3 separate regions of the Callithrix jacchus genome follow, and regions 1 and 3 are each linked to region 2. The links are chromatin contacts, called in public Hi-C maps. All regions are on one chromosome and are shown on one strand. The core of a region is the stretch at or near the end of the contact, and the rest is flanking DNA. Distances in the headings are between cores, read along the strand shown. Region 1 overlaps PLXNA2 (plexin A2). Region 2 overlaps PLXNA2 (plexin A2). Region 3 holds the start of PLXNA2 (plexin A2).

Evidence for each region. A called contact is a pair of places that touch in the nucleus more often than the background predicts.
Region 1: a Hi-C map of skeletal muscle shows a contact between it and region 2, with 2.7 times the contacts expected there. The contact joins two enhancer-like sites. A contact is called at or near these places in 3 of 3 Hi-C or Micro-C datasets (induced pluripotent stem cells and skeletal muscle).
Region 3: a contact with region 2 is called in a Hi-C map of skeletal muscle, with 6 times the contacts expected there. The contact joins the promoter of PLXNA2 here to the enhancer-like site in region 2. A contact is called at or near these places in 3 of 3 Hi-C or Micro-C datasets (induced pluripotent stem cells and skeletal muscle).

The regions. Positions count from the first base shown.
Region 1 is chr19:35,537,269-35,540,150 of calJac240_pri, forward strand. All of the region lies in intron 3 of PLXNA2 (plexin A2), which reads right to left. Among named protein-coding and RNA genes, the nearest start is that of PLXNA2, 70 kb to the right of the region's middle. Within about 2 kb of position 1,548, at least 3 of the 16 cell types and tissues checked have an H3K27ac peak or open chromatin away from gene starts, as enhancers often do. A contact at or near this core is called in skeletal muscle, where this site is marked.
Region 2 is chr19:35,391,047-35,394,162 of calJac240_pri, forward strand. It overlaps PLXNA2 (plexin A2), which reads right to left. Exons shown (of 32, transcript XM_035280804.3): 30 at 742-954; 31 at 1-72. Among named protein-coding and RNA genes, the nearest start is that of CD34, 120 kb to the left of the region's middle. Within about 2 kb of position 1,490, at least 5 of the 16 cell types and tissues checked have an H3K27ac peak or open chromatin away from gene starts, as enhancers often do. A contact at or near this core is called in skeletal muscle, where this site is marked.
Region 3 is chr19:35,607,426-35,610,590 of calJac240_pri, forward strand. PLXNA2 (plexin A2) reads right to left here and starts at 1,674. Exons shown (of 32, transcript XM_035280804.3): 1 at 995-1,674.

The DNA of each region.
Region 1 (2,882 bases), core at 298-2,797, 150 kb after region 2:
CCCAGACTGGTGTCAAACTCCTGGCCTCAAGCCATCCTCCTGCCTTGGCCTCCCAAAGTATTGGGATGAGGCATGAGCCACCTTGCCAGGTCTATTACCATCATTTAATTGCTAAAGAGATCAAAGTTTAGTGAGTAGGTTGGGTAACTCAGGCAAGTTTGTTAAGCTCCTAGTGCCTCCTTCCCTCCTCTACAATGGGGGACTAACTCAAAATTTAATTTTGAGAGTTAAAACTAATTGCGGGTTTTGCCATTAAAAAAGGCGAAACCTGCAATGACTTCTGCACCGGTGTTGTGCAGGGAGATGAGAGCAAAGCGGTGTTACAATAGAGAGCTGGGGAGGCAAAAACCACAGTTACTTTTGCGCCAACAACATAGCAGCCTGAGCAGTGGCTCCAAAGGGAAGATGCACGTATTGTCTGCAGACCTATGTGAAAACCACTGTTTGGGGCTCTGTTATTTGGAGATGTAACGTTTTTGGTTGGAGGAAGTGCTGTGGAATTGCAAAGGTAGGTGGGGGTCATATTGTGAAAGGCCAGGGATACCTGGATTTTGCTGTGTGAAAAGTGTGTTCTGTTCTTCCCTCAATTTCTAGCTCTCTACTTGGACATTGCTTGGACCCCTAAGTACTTCCAAGTTATCGCTGCTCTCTCTTCGTCCATTTCCTCTGCCTGCTGGTTGTGCCCAGAGCACTGCCCACATCTGCAGATGACACCTGGGACTCATAAGGGTCTGATCTCAGCTCTGGGCAGGCTGAGCCGAGCACATGTCCTGACCCTTAGCTCACTGCCAGAAAGCTTTTGGCTTCTGAGTTATTGGGTGGCAACTGTCCCAGGGAAGCTGCCTTCTCTTTCTAACAGATTCTGGAGGGCTGAGGGAGCTGATCTCATCGTGGCCTTGGATAGTATGGACAAGTCTGTCCATCTTTGCAAAAGAAGGCCCGAGAGTGCTCAGGCCTTACCTGGGAGAGTCCCTGCAGGAGCCTGCACAAAGCTGTTTTCTGTGTCCAAGGGACACTTTCGAGCAGTAGGAGAGAAGGAAGGGGTAACTGGGATGCTCTGGGGCGGGGGGGTGCTGGCAGGTTGGCTGTGGAAGACAAATCCTTCTAGCAGCTCCCAAGGAATATGACTCATCAGCTCAATGTCACAGAAAGAGCCCAGGCCTAGGAGGGAGGAGATGAACAGCGAGGTGACTGTGAGCAAGTTACTGCCCTCTAGGCTGGAGCTGCCTCACTGGCATATCTGAGAGGCAGTGACAGGTAGTGATTAAGAGCAAAATCTACAACCAGTCTCTCTACATTGGACTCTTGGCTTTACCAGTAATGAGAGCAGAGTTCTCAACTTCTGTAAGCCAAATGCCCTCATTTGTAAAATTTCCTCATTTCAAATCCTGTTGGTGCAAGATTAATAATTTATATATCTATTACTTGGAACAGTAGATGGCACAGAAAACATCCACGTTTACTAGTTTACAGACACTAGTATTCATGTGCTACTACTACACTGAGGATGTTGGATTACTGAGCCTTTGAAGGTCTCCTAAAATGTCTGTGGCTCTATTTCCCTGCACTATGAGCCCTGTTTAGATTTCAGACTTAATCTAGCATTTGCTGAGCGCTTACTACATATGAATATATTATCTTATTTAATCCTTGAAGCAAGCCCTGTGGATCCCATGTTATGTTCATTAAGAAGTGAGCACATCGGCGCTCAGAGAACCTAAGTGAAGTTCTCAGGATCACACAGCCAGCCCACCGCCAAGCAGGATGCACCTGCGGTCCGCCCCAGTGTTCTTTCCACTCTATCAGCAAGGGGACAAAGGTCGGTTCTTTGCTGCCAAGCTGTTGCATCTGTCCAAGATTTAGGGCCAAGGCTCCTGTTCCCAGCAGATCCAGTTCTGGGGCTGTGCATGCTGAGCCTGTCTCAAGGGTGAGTGGAGGATTTGCCAATGAAAATGTTACCAGCTGAACTAGCATTAACCAGCCATATTGGGGCCAAGATGGAGGGGAACAAAAATTAATCCTCTCATTACCAGCCTGACCTGCAGAAGGATGAGCAGCACCAAGCCAGGAAGAAGAACTCCAGCAACATCTGCTGCTGCTTGCTCAACTTTCATTTCCCCTGTCCCTCCTGGGAACGCCACACACCACACGGGTTCCAGGATGCTGAGATATGGTGTATGTGTGCACCACACACAAGCATATATGCCAGAGACAGAATTAGGAGTCCGCTGAGATAACGCTTTGAAAAGAATAGAAGTTGGTGGAATATGTGGGTTTTCTCCCTTGTGCCAAGTCCCCTCCGGGAAGGGTATTTGGATCAGAGGCGGAATCTCTGAGTCATGGTGTGACTGGCTTTTGCAAATGCATCTAGGCCACTCGCCTGGTCATGGAGGGGTCCTGCCCACTGCAGACCTCAGCTCCAGTCAGTGGCAGCCTTCCAAGTATGGAAAAGAGAGGAGTGAGGACTTGGTAAGGCCTGGCATCAATGGTTATGTGTGGGGCTGGGAGCTGGGGAGAGAAGAGCTAACTCTTTGGAGAGCCTGCCTGCTTGTTCTATTCTTGCAGAGACACCTGGGGGAGGCAGGGAGGAACACAGAAGTCAGAGTCATAAGGAGACGCTGAGGGTAGAGTGGGAGGAGGTAAGGGCTGCGGAGGGAGGGAAGAAGGTATTGTTAAATTCTCTGGATGGTCATCAGCCAGATGCGGAGACCATATGGAGGAGGCAGGCTGGAGGTGTGCAGGAGGGGAAGAAGACAAACTGAGGGGAGGAGAGCTGCGAAGGGCAGAAGAAGCAGGTGAAGGCTGCTGACCTAAGACATCAGAGTGGAAGCCGGAGGAGCGCCCATGCCCCCTATAGGCTGGTCCATGCACCAGGGCACCTC
Region 2 (3,116 bases), core at 240-2,739:
GACTGCTCGGCGAGGTAGGCGTTCATGTCCTGGTCACTGATGGCTGGGAGCTTGGCGATGTCTGCATAGTATCTGCCAGAGATAGGACAGGTGCCTTGATGGCACTCTCAGCAAACCTTTACCTATAGCTACCCCAGGTCCAGGTCCTTCAAGGGCACTGATGTCCCCAGTTGCTCCTGCCTCTCTATTTCTCTTCTGATGTGGCTTCCTCTGGCCTCTTGCTTCAAGCTGAGGTTGAAGCTAAAGGCCAGAGTTTCTTCAGTAGATTCCATCTAGCTGAGAGCTCATGGCTGTGGTGCCCAACAGAGTGGTTAAAAGCTCAGACTCTGACTAGGCTCTTTGTGTTCAAATCCCAGTTCTGCTACCTGTTAGCTGTGTGACACTAGGCAAGTTATTTAGCCTCTCTGTACCTCAGTTTCCTCATCTGTAAAATGGGAATAATAATAATACTGCCTTCACAACTCTACTGTACATTTTAATGAGATGATACACACAAAATCTTTATCAGAGTGCCAGGTGTTAGCACAGGCTCAATGAGTAGTAACTAGGATGATAATCATCTGATTACCATGGGCACAAAACCACCCTTCCTCCCGCAGCAGGGGGCATGGGCAAAGAGGGGAAGCGGGAGGTCCTGAAGAGATGACAGACACCGTCTGGGTTCTTGCTCAGTGACGGCTTACAGAGTGGGGAAGGGGCAGGGAGACAGGGGCACTGGCCTGTCCTGAGAGTGCTACTGACCTCTCCACCCAGCTCTTGTAGCTGGGGATGTCCTTGGCATAGAGCAGCTTGTTGGAGGGGGAGTCCTTGCCCAGCCGGTGCTCTGACGTTGAACAAGAGTCCATGAAGGTCTGGGCCACCACAGAGAGACAGGCATCCGTGATGCTGCCCTTGTGGATGTCAAATACGAACTGGGGGTTCTTGATCACGTTCACCCAGAAGCGCAGAGGGAGGCTGTGGGGAAAGGCAGAGCAGACTTGAGACTGGAGGCAGGCTGTGCCCCTTCCGCCACCCACTGCTATTCTTCCCCACAAAATGTCAAATCGTCTACCTGAAGGGGCAAAGGAGTAAAACGGGAGAAAATGGGTGCAGCCAGGGCTAATTTAGCCTAAGCTGTTACTGACGGTGAGAAATGGAGAGGCACCGCTGTACCTTAATGGGGGCACTGACCCTGATCTCTAACAACTGAGGGGTGGGCCTGGGTGTGTGCTGTTCCCTCCCGGGAGACTTTTCTAAAGGCCTCTGTGCCCCTAGGCAAGCCCAAGTACAGAGGACACTACATTTTCTCAGGGCTTCAAACAAAGCCACCAGGCTCCTGGAGTCCCTTCACAGTGCCCATGGCCATGGTCCGGAAGAAGGCAGTGAGCAGCCGAGGCTTGGCCTCAAAGCGGGCACAAAGGGCCCCACCTGCGTTCCCCGCCCAGCCCAGCTGCCCAAGCTACTTCCCAGGGCTGGCCCGGCCTTGCTGGGCAGAGGAATGGGCTCCCCTGGGGGAAGTTCTTTCATGACTCTCCCCAGGGCGTTCTTGTATCTGGGCAGGGGCAGAGGGAGAAGTGGAGGCCATTGTTGGCATCCTGGGAATGACTCACTGTAGCTCAGCGATTTTCCCACCCCAAGAGGAACCTATCAGTAGTTAGGAGACTTTCCTCTGCAACCTGGGAATTTATAACCAGAGGAGTTTTCTCAGCTCCTTAAGCCTAAAGCAGATAAGGCCATTTACTCTCCTTCAAAATCAGAACAGCTGCTGTTTTTACTTCCTCTTCCAGCTTTGCCTTCTCTTCCTCCTCTTTGCTTTCTGGGCTTTAAGTCTTTTGACTCCTCTGTGGAACACCGCAGGCTTGTCCTCTAGTCTGAGATGATGTTCCCAGCTCCCCAGTGTATTCTCCTCTTCCCTACTTCATCTTCTCTTGACTCTCATGGGCCCCAAACTTTCCCAAATGTCTCAGTAGTGCCAGGTCTTGGGCAAGATCTGCTTTACTCAGCCTCAAGTCCTTCCATGATGATTTCTGCCCATCCTCCAAACCCAACAGGATCCCTCACTTTCTTTTAGCTGCAGCTGAGAGCTGACTCATCTCTCCTGCCCTCCCCTTCTTCTGGCAGCCTCGGGGAGTTTCTGGTGATCTTTCCCTGGACAGTTGCTGTTGAGGTCTGGATAAGGAAACTCTCTCCCCACCACGATGCCAGGGTAGTACGTTTCTATGACTTGGGTCTGACCAGCACACAGAAGGCACAGAGATGGGGATAACCCCACACTTGCTCTTGGTTTTCCCTGAATTGCCCTCTCCCAGCACTGGGCTGGGGCTGCTCCAAAGCAAAGGGGACCGGCATGCGCAGCCCAGGGAATGCAGATGGAAGGCCTGTCCTGGCAAAGTGCACTGTGGGCTCCTAACCCCAGGATACCCCAAGCCTGTCCATCTCACTCCGCTGTGATCAAAGCTGCAGACTAAGGAGGGCTCAGCGACCACAAGATCCGGGAGGAGGAAGGAATAGATGGGGCTTGGGTCGGCTTTTTCCGAAGTGTTTTGTTGGTTGCTAGGACTTTTGATTCCCAAATAACAGCCTGGGTCCATCTGTGTCGGCTCTGTTTTCTGAGGAGACTGCTGACTCCAGACAGCTGCATGGGCTGCCTGCCCAACCCAAATGCCTGGACCTCCCCTCTCTGTGCTCTGTCCCAAAGGAAGCCTTTTGATGCCAGCTCTTGGCTGGGTCCTGCCTGACCTGAAAGCCAGTCTTTAGCTTGGGTCCAGGTTTAAAACCCAGGAGGAGAAAGTCTCATGCCAGGGGCCTGAGGGCTTCTCCCAATGCTGGTCTGGTTGTGGAGGTGACTTTAAGGAAGAGAACATGCCTACAGGACATTCTCCCTGCTGCTTCCTGAAAGCTATGGCACCAGGATAATCACTTGGCGTTAAGAGATCAAGTTTGCAATGAAATCCTCCCGGCCAGTGGGCTCAAGTCTACAGCAGGTGTGATCTCCCTCTCCAGTGCTGACCAGCTTCACCGGCGGTCTCAGTTTAATTCAGGGCTTCCCAATCTAACGCAGTACCCTAGAACTGCCCCACTCAGAATGCCTCATGATGGCTGGCTGTGAAGCTCTGCTGCAGGCTTCAAATGCAGCT
Region 3 (3,165 bases), core at 424-2,923, 220 kb after region 2:
AATCTTTTATCCAACTTCCACTCTCCCATTATTTCTATCCCCGCCCTGAGCAGAGCGGAGTTTGAGTAGGCAGGTCCCACTAAGGGCAAGGAGCATTCCAAACAGGTGGGTATTTTTCGGGAACCTAGAATGGCAATTTCTGGTGACTCTGGCCATCTAGACCATGATTGGCATCAGAGAGACTACCTGTGGGATGGCTAAAAAGGGCTAGAATTTTCTAGGATCCCTACCTCACTTGTGGGGTGGGACAAGGAAGAGTACATGGAAGGATACCTTCTCAAAGGATTCATCAGGAGCCTCTGGGACCCTAAGCAAACTCCCATTTCAACCCCCAGCACTCCTGAGGTGCTCAAACTACGGGGCTGGACCCCGGCTAGGCCATACCCCGGGAAGGGAGTCCGAAAGATGGAGCAATTAGACCCATTCTGTGCCTGGGAATCTCTCCCCGAGCCTTATGGAACCCGCGCAAATGATGTTTTCCCCTTCCCCTGATTTCCATTTCCCATCGGAAGGGACAGCCGGCGGCCACCAGGGACTCCAGCGCTGGAGTGAACGCCCCCAAATCGATCGCTGGCCACAGTGGCTTTGGGTTGTCTCGCTCGTGCCACCGAGGCCCTCTTTGGGCTCCAGCTCCCGGGACAGCTTTGACGCCCGGAGCTCCCCATAGCCGCAGAGCGCCGGCAGGTGCGCTGTGGAGGCGCGCGGCGGAGCGCTGCTGCCTCCCGCAGCCCGGGCTGGGAAGCAGGCGGCCGGCCGAGAAGCCTGGGGCGGGAGGCAGTGGCTCCAGTGAGCCTGCGATCGCGCGCACGCAGCGCTCCGGCCCGCCAAAGTGGCCGAGCCCGCGCGGGGACTTGCCCTCCGCGGCCGAGCCCAGGTGCCTGGGGCCGGGACCCCAAAGAGGTGGACGCGGGAGAAGCCGCCGCGGGTGTGCGCGCGCGTGGGGTGAGGGCGGAGGGCGCCGCGACTCCGAGCGCCCGGCCCAGCGGCCGCTTACCCAGCTCGGCAGCGTCGGTCTGTCCTTCCGTCCCCGCTCCGTCCTCCTCGGCCGCCGGCTTCTGAGGGCGGCTCGAGGCCCCTCTCCCTGCTCGCAGCTCGGAATCACGGAGACGACCAAATCCACATGGAGTCCAAATTCATTAAAATCCACGTCAAGCCACTAGCCACTTATCTGTATTCCTGAAGTCGCCCCTTGGTCTCCGCTCCGCGCGCCCCTCAGTGCTCCGTCGCCCCGCAGCAGCCGGGCTGGGCGCTGTCGCCGGCTCGCGGGGGACACCCGGAGGCGCCGAGGGGGCGTGTGGGGGTGGCCGGCGGCGTCTCTCGCGGGGAAGAAGCAGAGCCCCGGCTGTCTTCAGATTTTCCCAGCGCGACTTTCCAGGCTCCTCTGACATCAGCAATCCCGGCGCTTCCTTCCCTTCTTGCTCCCGGGTTCGTTCACAGTCCCATTTCCTCCGGGAGCCTGGCTCTCCAGATCTATTTCGAGGTTTGCTCCGCTGGCTCCGGCGCTCGCCCTCCCTACCGCTCCCAAGCTCGCGGGGTCTCTCTCCTGATCGCTCGCTCTCTCGGCTGAAAAATTCCCAGCAACTGCGCTCCGCCGCCCTCCCGCTCCAGTCTGGCGCGGACGCCGCTCCGCCCGGCAGCTCTGGCTCCCGCGGTGGCGGCGGCGGCGGCGGTGGCGGAGCCCTGAGCGCCGGCCTCCCTATTTTACCATGCAGCTCATTATCATAGAGGCCGCGCATTAACCCCCTCCCCGCCGGCCACGTCCGCCCGGGCGGGGGCCGCGCCCGCCGCTGGCACCGCCCGCCACCGCCAGCCCCCGCCCCTCCCCCGCCAGCGCGGACTTCCTCTTCTGCCAGCTGTCAACAAAGGAGAAGCAGGTTTGGCATCCGGAGGCCGCCCCGCTGCCTGTCCTGCGCCCAGCTCAGCACCGGACCCAACGGCCACCTTAAGTAGCCAAGGGGGCGAGGAAAATGCTGCCAGGGCCCAGGGATTCGAATCCGGGCCTTCCAAGCTCAATTGGCTTAGCCCCCAGTGGGGGTAGAAGGTCGAGGGTTGGGGTCTGGGGGAAGCTCAGGACACAGGCATGGTGGGCGAGGGCAGTAGGGACAGGGACTCCCCGCCATTCGCATCACCTGTCACCACGCACATCCTGCACACCTCCCTCCTCTTCATCTTTAATTTGAGTGAGGGTGAGTGGGGAGGAACCCGGCTTGCCTGGTGGGGTTGAGACTGGAGTCTTGGAATTTGTGGGAGCAAATTTCCTCTTCTTGTAAATTAAAGGGGGAAAAAAAGGCCAACAAGCTGTCAAATAAGGCTTGAAGTTGTTAATATTTTTGCAATGAGAAAATGAGCCTTGCTCTGAATTGAATCTCAAGCTTCCAGCCCTGATAGATATCCTGGGCGTCTGATGAATCCTGACTGGGACGGGGGCATCGGGGATGGAAGAGGAGCTTTCTATATCCAATGCAGAGTCTGCTTGGCAGGGGAATCAGAGGGGTGGCGCTAAGATAACTTATTGTAATAACCTAAGGTAAGAGGTTTCAGGATTCTGGATGACAATGCCTCGGTGCCCTTAAGCGCCATACAGTCTCAGTATCTCCGTAGCCTCTAGACACTGCTCTCTGGAAGGAGCCTGCAAGCTGGCCCCCAGCCAGTTCACAGGATCTTGTGCAGTCCCTGCTCGCTATTAGAGCGCACATGAGTTTACTCATGTCCAAGTATTCTGATAAACTTCCTCTACTGCCCTCTGGTGGCCACAGTCCTCAGTGGTAAAAAATCGAAAAAACAACAACAAAAATCACTGCAGAAACCCTGAAAGCAATTGCACGAAATTCTCAGAGCAGTAGGAGCAGAAGAAAGGAAGTAAGGGAGGGATGAAGAAAGGGAGCCAGAGAAAAGAGAGTGAGAAAGAGAGGAAGAAGAAAAAAGGTGATCTAGATAACCAGTCATCTCGAACAATTGTTCATTCAATACAGGACTGGAAGATCTAGGCTCTACTCCAACATCTGCAGAAATTAGCTAATTCTCCAAAAGTTCTTCATTGTAATTAGCTGAAATTTGTGTTCCCGTAACTTTCACGGGTTACTGCTAGTTTTGTCCTGTGGAGTTACAAAGAATCTAAGCTGTGGTGCCTGATCCAGACCTGTTCTTTCCTTCAAACTACTTTAG